2 separate regions of the Sus scrofa genome follow, and region 1 is linked to region 2. Evidence: chromatin contacts called from public Hi-C data. All regions are on one chromosome and are shown on one strand. Each heading gives the region's core, a stretch centred on a gene start, on an enhancer-like site or on the middle of the called end of the contact. The rest is flanking DNA. Distances are from core to core; before and after follow the strand shown.

Region 1 (4,034 bases), core at 56-2,555, 53 kb after region 2:
TCTTATGGTATTTTCCCTTTTAATACGGCTGCTGTCGGCTTTGCGGGGGCGGGGGGTGGGGGGTGGACTGCGTGCATCCCAGAGAGAAGGGGTCGAAACTCAAGCCTGGGGGGCGCGGGCGGCACCTGGCGGGCGGCTCACCTCCGCTCCGCCGCGGGGTATCCCGGATACGACAGGTTGTCAGCGCTCAGCAAGCCGCCGGCAAGGCCGGGGCGCCCTGCGGCTCCGGGCCCAGAGGACTGGTTTACCAGGGGAAAGCGGCACACTCCAAAGCCTAGGGGAGCGTCTACCCGCCACCGCAGCTCGGGGGAGGAGGGGGCGAGCGGTGAACCTGAAACCGCCGAGGGCAGCGCGGAGAGAAACCACAAGTCCCACTGGGGTCGGAGTGGAAAGAAGGAGAGCGGGGACTGGAAGGCAGGCGAGAGAACCGCGCGAGATGGAGACCGCGCTGGGGAGGACCAGCGGGCCAGTACTCACTGTGAGGGTCGCTCTTCTCCCGGACCCCATCCACTCGGCCGTCGGGGTGGATGCGCAGGAAGAAGCCTCCGTTTTTGCAGTACAACCGCTTAGGATCCTTGAAGTGGCCGGGCGGGAAGGCGCCGCTGCCGCCGTCCTCCGGCAGGGCGGGCAGCGTGGTGATGCTCCCGGCTGCCATGGCCCCACCAGGGCTCTGCCGGGGTCCCCGAGCCCCTGGAGCCGCGCGGGGAGCCGCCGCCGCCGCCGCCGCCGACCCCCGGCCCCGGCCTCCGACGCGCTCCGGAGCGCGGCCCCGGCCCCGGCCCCCCAGCCTCCCGCCCCGCGGCACGCGGCCGCGCCCGCGGGCCCCCAGCCTCGTGCTGTTTGGCCGCTTCGCTCTCCGCCGGCCCTGGAGCTGCGGGTTAGGGCTGGGTTTCTCGGCGGCCGCCACTCTCGGCAGGGCCGCCTCCCCAAACTGCAGCGCCCGGGATCGGCTTGCAACTGCGGGCTCTGAGTCCGCTGGTCTGGCACCGGCCGAGCCGCGCGGCGTCACATCTTCTACATCTCCACCCCCAAACGCCCACCAACCCCCACGCCCCCGGCCCTCCTCCCTTCCAGCGCGCCGCCCCCTACTCGCTCCGGTTTTCTGGGGCCGGCCTCTGGGTCGGCCGCTCCGGCTGCCTCACGCAAGCGCGCGACATCCAAAGGGAGTTGGAAGGCAGTCGCGGGCGGGGGAGATGCGGGGGCGCGGCAGGAGGCCAAAGCCAAGGCCTCCGCAGCTCCAGAGCCCTCGACCCCGCCGGTTCCCCAGAAGGCGCCCCAGCCCAACCCCGCGCCACCCAAACGACATTTAGTCTTTCTCCACAGTGAGGAGCTTTTGCTGTGCAACCAGTCGTGACTCAACTTTTCAAAGTTTAAATGCAATTTTCTCCCCCATTCTTTTTCCCTGCCAGCTCTTCAAAGCTGAGAAACTATTTCCACCCCGGAAAAAAATAGAGGAATCGGAAGCGAGGGAGGATTGTGTGTCACAGTAGGTTTTGAACCTCTCTAATCACCGAAAGATGAGGGGTACCCGCAAGGCACAAATTGTTAAAATTGAAGGCAGAGGCTGAAGTAGTTTACTAACAGAAGGAAAGAAAGAGGCCAGAGAAGGGGAGAGGATTGGGTTGCTAAAAGGAAAGAGTTTTCCTTTTACTAACTTAACTTGAATTAGACAACGTGTAAAGATGAAGATGGGTCTCAAATCCTTATCACGTTAGAAGCATGTTAATGTCTTTTTCTAGCTAAACTGTTAGGCATTTCTTGGAAGGAGGGTAGTTTTCTGAAAATCCCAAACTACAAAATTAAAGTTAATTGCACTTCGCTAACTTTCAGTAGAATATAACAGGTACTACAGATAAGGAAAATACTGGTCCATAAAATTCATATACTGAGCGCCTACTGTGTGCAAAGCATTTCAGTAAATGCAGTGAGAAAAGCCTCATTGCATGGGATCTTCTGGCACAGTGAAGGCGACAATAGGGAGCATGAACAACACAAACAAAATCAGCTTGAGGGTAGTCAGGGCTAGGGAAAGCTTCTAGGAAGAGGTGAGAATACAGAAGTTCCTCTGTTTAAGAACATGTTTGCTTTTGAAAGATTATCCATGAGTGCATTTGTTCATGTCTCCAAGAGAGGTTTAACTCCAGGTGCATTTCTAAGCTGTTAAATAAGAGTGTGCATCAATTCTTTGGAGCTTTAAAACCAGGCTTAATCTGGGCCAATTCGGCTTCTCTGACATCTCTCTCCAAAATGGACAGGTTTACTCTGCACCGAAAATTTGTTATAACAAAGAGCTCCCTTTCAGATGATCTCTGTAGGTATCCCAGGGAATGCCTGAAGCTACTGCAGCACTCTTCAGGTTGCCCCTTACTTTGAAATCAAGTTAGATTTGAGTAAGTCTTGAACTCTGTCACAGAAACCTGTGTTCCAAGACCAAAGGGATAAAAGCTAAGTCAAAATATTTTTAAACAGTAGTATCCAGAAATTTGGGGAACAGCTACAAGCAGTTAAGTAATTTGTATGCTAATAGACCACCGGTCTTGTAGAATTGCATCCCATGTACAGTAACTGATTGTTTTCTAATTCCTTCAAAGTCAGGATATCACAAGAAATGGTTAAGCCAGTTCTAGGAATCTAGGTCTCCAAGGCAAATAGTGTTAATTCCAAGAAGACATCATTAAGAAAGTTGTCTCAAGTTCCTACCCACAGCCTTCTCAACACACACTTGTATGGACACAGAGAGACAGACAATATTCTTCCATACAATCATTTTGGTCTCAGCTGCACCAGGAGCAATCGACTTACTTGCATTCTCAATTCACCCAACTATAAGGATGAAAATAAAAAAATAATTTTGAAAAATAACTAGAATCAACGGTAGAATTCTATAAGATGATGAATTGAAAACATTAATTTTAAAAACCTTTAGGTTCCACTGAAAATGCTTTGGAAACTATAAAAGAAGGAGGACTTACTCCTCAATGCTTTAGATACCTTAGATATCTTTAGATAATGCTTTAGAAACTATAACAGAAGGAGAACTTCCTCACAATACCAAGATAAATTACCTTGGAATTAATAAGAATTGTTCGGAATATAAATGATGAAAAGTACAAAGACTTAATGAGAGCTTAAAAAAAAAAATCTCAAATGTTCCTGGATGGAAACATACAGTAAAATAACAGTGGCAAATTCCTCTAACCATATTTAAAATTTTTAAACAATAATCAAAATTTTAGCACAGTTTTTAAAACTATTTAACAATATGTAAAATTCATTTGGATAAATATATAAGAATAGCAAATACTTTTTTTAATGTAGGGGAAAATGTGAAAGACTCTTAAATCGAAAAGAAAAAATTGATTACTAAATATCTTCAATGGAATAGGAGTTATCTTAGTAGAACTAAATTAGCTGATTCTATGGGGTCCCAGTATCTTTGAGCAACTTTACAACTCATGTAAGTTGTAGGTAACTGTCATGGAATGAAGTGTGTGACCCTCAGATTCATTTGTTGAGGCTCTAACCTCCAATGTGACTGTATTTGGAGACAGGACCTTTACAGGAGGCAATTAAATTTAAATGAGATCGTAAGGGTGGAGTCTTACAATGGAATAATTACGCCAGAAGTGAAATGAAGGTATCCACATTGTAGATGTAGAAGTAAATCTATCTGTATTTGCAGATGACACACAATCTTTTTTTTTTTTTTTTTTTTTTTTTTTGTCTTTTTCTAGGGCAGCACCCAAGGCATATGAAGGTTCCCAGGCTAGGGGTCTAATCGGAGCTATAGCCACCAGCCTACGCCAGAGCCATAGCAACTCGGGATGCGAGCTGCGTCTGCGACCTATGCCTCAGCTCGTGGCAACACTGGATCCTTAACCCACTGAGCGAGGCTAGGGATCCAACTTGCAACCTCATGCTTCCTAGCTGGATTCATTAACCACTGAGCCACGATGGGGACTCTGACACAATCTTAAATATAGAAAATCCTAAAGAACATATGTACACATGCATACAACTATAAGAGCTAATAA
Region 2 (4,345 bases), core at 258-2,757:
TAGCTTAATTAATACAGATGGTTAAGTATAGAAATATTTATAGAAATGTGTACATACCCAGGTTTCTATATGTCTATATTCCTTGCTCTCTCAGGTAAGAGGGCCTAGAAGCAAACACACCTCAGTAGCAGTATGTACACGCAGATCTTGTTTTCTAACACCATTTTCCAACAGAAGGAACCAAGGCTCCTTAGAGAAATGGCTCATTCTAGGCTGGCATAAGGAATATAGGGTAAACCTGGCGCATTCTTAGAGGCCATAAAGTAAGGAAGTACTCAAAACACCCCGTACTGACTGGTTTATGTCAAAGAGTATAGGAGACAACTGAAAAAGCTCCCAGTGGCCAAAGCTGAAACAATCTGAATAACAAACACTGCAGTTTTGGATTACAACCCCAAGTATAAAAAATATCCATGTGTATATACTGATATACATGATTAAATAAATAAATGGAGGATAGACACGTTTTCATACAAAAGAATTCTGCATATTTATGTGCATACTTCCTCCTCAAGGAGATGGAACAAAGAACAGAGTATGGGAAGGGGAGATAGGAGTAACTTGACAGTGGAGACAACACTACCTCAGCCAGGTGATGAGGGTTAATAAGGGTGAAAAGCGTGTTCCCTTAATGATGTGATGAAAGCAGTACATTATTCTCCCAAGGTTATCTACTTCCCAAATACTCATTACTTGTGTCTAATCGCCAGGAAAAACATCAGGCAAACCCAGATTGAAGGACATTCTGAGAAATACCTGACCAGTATTCTGTCAAAGTAATCCAAGAAAGGAAAATCTAAGGAAATGTCACAGTCTGAAGGAGACTACAGAGACATGATGACTAAATGTGGTATCCTGAATGAGATCCTGGAACAGAAAAGGACATGAGGTAAAAACTAAGGAAATAGGAATAAAGTTGGGCTTTAGCTAACATTGATGCTTCAGTATTGGCTTGTTGGTCATGACAACTGTACCATACTAATGTAACATGCTAATGGGAGAAGCTGGGTGTGGAGTATATAGAAACTCTGTACCATCTTCACAACCTTCCTGTAAACCTAAAACTATTCTGAAATCAAAATTTAAAAAAAAAAAAGACCTCTGGCTACAGATTTGATCACAAAAACATTTATTTTTGTGCTCTATGACATCCAAATACAGATCATTTATTTATATATACATGTCCACTTTATTTCACTAGACTATAAATGTCATGTGGGTGGAGATTTTCTTCTGTTGTTGCATCAATGCCTGGCACATAGCATGTGATGAGTAAAATACACTAAATTATATGAATAAATGAAACTGTTTTAGATAGGCTACAGTAAAAATACCATTCATTGGCATTGCAAAATCTAAATAAGAACTGGAGAACTAAGACCCAGGAAAACCCTGACTAACTTTTGAAATACAGAATAACTTTATGGACTCTTTAGTCCCTGAGGAAGCTAAGCCAGTTGGACCACTCCAAGAATCTGACTGTCCTAACAACATCTGTGAGGATCTTTGATGAGCCAGGAAACTGGGTTCCACTCTTGTCTTGATCCTTAACTAACCTGTTATCTTTGAGCAAGTCTCTTAACCTCTGAGCCTTATTTTTCTCACCTGTAAAATAAGATTGGATTAGATCTTTAAGATTCCTCACAATCTTAACAGTTTTTAAGGTTTGAAAGCCTATAAAATAATCTTTTTTAAGCCCTAGCATATTATAGGAAAAAAAAAAAACTTGAATAAATTCTCCCTGCCCTCCCAACTCCCCTCCTTTTGCACTGGTCTCAAAATTCTCATGCACTGCTAAATGTTAGATTGACCCTTATGGCCATTCCCCCATGCTCTGCTTTTTGGATTGTTTGTTTCTTTTACAGTACTTTGATTTTGCAGTTTTGGCTTATGAGGGAGTTTGCTCAACATGAATCCAAAAATGCTTTTGCTTACACCACTTCTGAGAATTAAAAACAGACATGACGTAAGTATCAGTGTTGACTATTCAAAACAAAGTAAGACATACAGATTTTGAAAAATTAATTTAATCTTAATATTGTAATATATATAAGTTACATAAAATTTAAGATTGATTTATGAAAGCAGTAATTCCTATTAAGCAGTAACTTTAGCATTTAATCTAGAATTATGTCTCTTAAAAATGAAAAACATTCCTCTGTGATTGCTACCTTTTTCTGACAAATTTGATCGGCATATATTGCCAGTCTGAATAAGTGAACCCTCAAAAATCAATTTTTCCCTACTTAATGTGTGTTTCAATTTTAAAGCCCCCTCAACTAAGAAACCTATTTGGTAAATTTAAAAAGTATTTTACATTAACTGTATATCCTCAGAATATGAATAATTTTTTGTATTTCACTCTTATGGGTGAACACAAATCACACACAATTCTAATGCTAAGATATTTTGTTCAAGTTATCATAATCTATCACATAACATAGAAAACAACATGTAACTTTCTAGCAGATAGAGACCAGGCAGATTTTTTCATACCAGTGCTACTATTAAGGTTATGTAGTGGAGTTCCCTTCGTGGCACAGTGGAAATGAATCCGACTAGGAACCATGAGGTTGCAGGCTCGATCTCTGGCCTCACTCAGCGGATTAAGGATCCAGCTTTGCCATGAACTGTGGTGTAGGTCACAGACGCAGCTCAGATCCTGCATTACTGTAGCTGTGATGGAGGCTGGCAGCTGTAGCTCCGATTAGACCCCTAGCCTGGGAACCTCCATATGCTATGGGTGAGGCCCTAAAAAGCTTTACCAAAAAAAAGAAAGAAAGAAAAAAGGTTATATAGTGATTTAAACTTAAAACTACAGTTAACCTCACTATATGCAATTTTTGAACACTGAAGAAATTATAAATCCTAATATTTTGTTCTGGGGTTCTGTTGCTCATAGCAACAAAATTTATCTTGCCTGTGGAATGAAATAAGGAGTCTGTTGCATATTAAAAAACTACTCAACTTTAGCCTCTAAATTTAGGCTTTGGCAGATAAATATAGTTACTCTTTGAACTTTCATATTTTCTAGCTTCAAAGAGGGGAAAAGACCCTTAAATGTTTCAAACAGTGAGAAATGCTTAGCCTGAATGCATTTCTGCCATTAATATGTGAAGCTGTTGGAGGGAAAAAAAAAAGGTACACAACTTATACTCTCAACTAGTAATCGACTATTAGAAACCAAAATTGGTTATATGTCTAGATTACTCTTCTTTCTGAGGAGAAATTATAATGTTTTCCTATAAAGTGGGAATTGCACACAAGGTAAAAATGCAGAAGAACCCAGGGAAGTGCCATAACACAGCAGTCTGAAATAGAGTGGGGAGAATTATGCCTTTGGCAAATGCAGGTTCATACACCCCAGTTTCTCCAGGTAATAAGGAACCCCCACATCCCCAAATGATCACAACATTGGACTTATACCAAAAATTACTATGGGTTTTGTTTTTTCTTTTACATGCCAGTTGTCCCTTCTCATTGTCACCTCAGTGAGGTCCCTGCTGATATCCCCACTACGATGTCTTTCACCATCAGTGATTCATTTCAATGCATTAAATGTTGGCAGATGATATTAAAAGCCAAGGGTCAAGACTTTGAGTTTCTTCCTAAAAGCTGCTGTTGTTGACAGTCTGATACCTATGGATCTGACTCAGAAATATGCCACTTACTGAACCACCAACACTGCCTCCTTGTTTTTGGGGTAGGAACACTACTTTTTCATCTGAAAATTAACACAGCCCACCCAAACTAATGTGAAAGAGGACTGCTGCTGAAAAGTCAAGGCAGCAAGCGACACAAATTTAATGGTAAGACTAGAGATTAACTCGTGAACTTGGCAGGAATAGATTCTATGATGGGAGCTGGAACAACGGGATCTTGGCTGGTGCCATTCCTCAAAGGAAACTGATAAATCCTGACTTTTCCATTTATGTGGAACAGCTGTTGCTTTGTCCCTAAGTGTTTGTGATAAATTTTTGAGCATTGCTAAATTAACTCTTATACAACAGATTTCTTTCAAGCTGATGCAGTCAGAAAGAATCAATACACATCCAAGGGAAAAGGAATATATTTAAGACTAAATAAAATGCTATGACCATAATCTTACCAAAGGTCCTGCTAGGGAAGAAACTATAAAACACTGATTTTTTTTTTTTTTTTTGGTCTTTTTGCCATTTCTTGGGCCGCTGCCGTGGCATATGGACGTTCCCAGGCTAGGGGTCAAATCGCAGCTGTAGCCACTCGCCTACACCAGAGCCACAGCAACACGGGATCCGAGCCGCGTCTGCAACCTACACCACGGCTCACGGCAATGCCGGATCGTTAACCCACTGAGCAAGGGCAG

What was found. Hi-C and Micro-C count contacts between places; a contact is called where the count stands out from the background.
Region 1: a contact with region 2 is called in a Hi-C map of retroperitoneal adipose tissue, with 1.6 times the contacts expected there. The contact joins the promoter of FGF2 here to the enhancer-like site in region 2. A contact is called at or near these places in 6 of 47 Hi-C or Micro-C datasets (embryonic fibroblasts, epiblast stem cells, heart right ventricle and 2 more).

Annotation. Positions count from the first base shown.
Region 1 is chr8:101,342,779-101,346,812 of Sscrofa11.1, forward strand. FGF2 (fibroblast growth factor 2) reads right to left here and starts at 1,306. Exons shown (of 5, transcript XM_021100546.1): 1 at 1,143-1,306; 2 at 478-1,085. The coding sequence starts at 1,306.
Region 2 is chr8:101,289,459-101,293,803 of Sscrofa11.1, forward strand. NUDT6 (nucleoside diphosphate-linked moiety X motif 6) reads left to right here. Exons shown (of 8, transcript XR_002346434.1): 7 at 711-889. All of the region lies in intron 3 of FGF2 (fibroblast growth factor 2), which reads right to left. Among named protein-coding and RNA genes, the nearest start is that of NUDT6, 49 kb to the left of the region's middle. Within about 2 kb of position 1,508, at least 2 of the 83 cell types and tissues checked have an H3K27ac peak or open chromatin away from gene starts, as enhancers often do. A contact at or near this core is called in retroperitoneal adipose tissue, where this site is marked.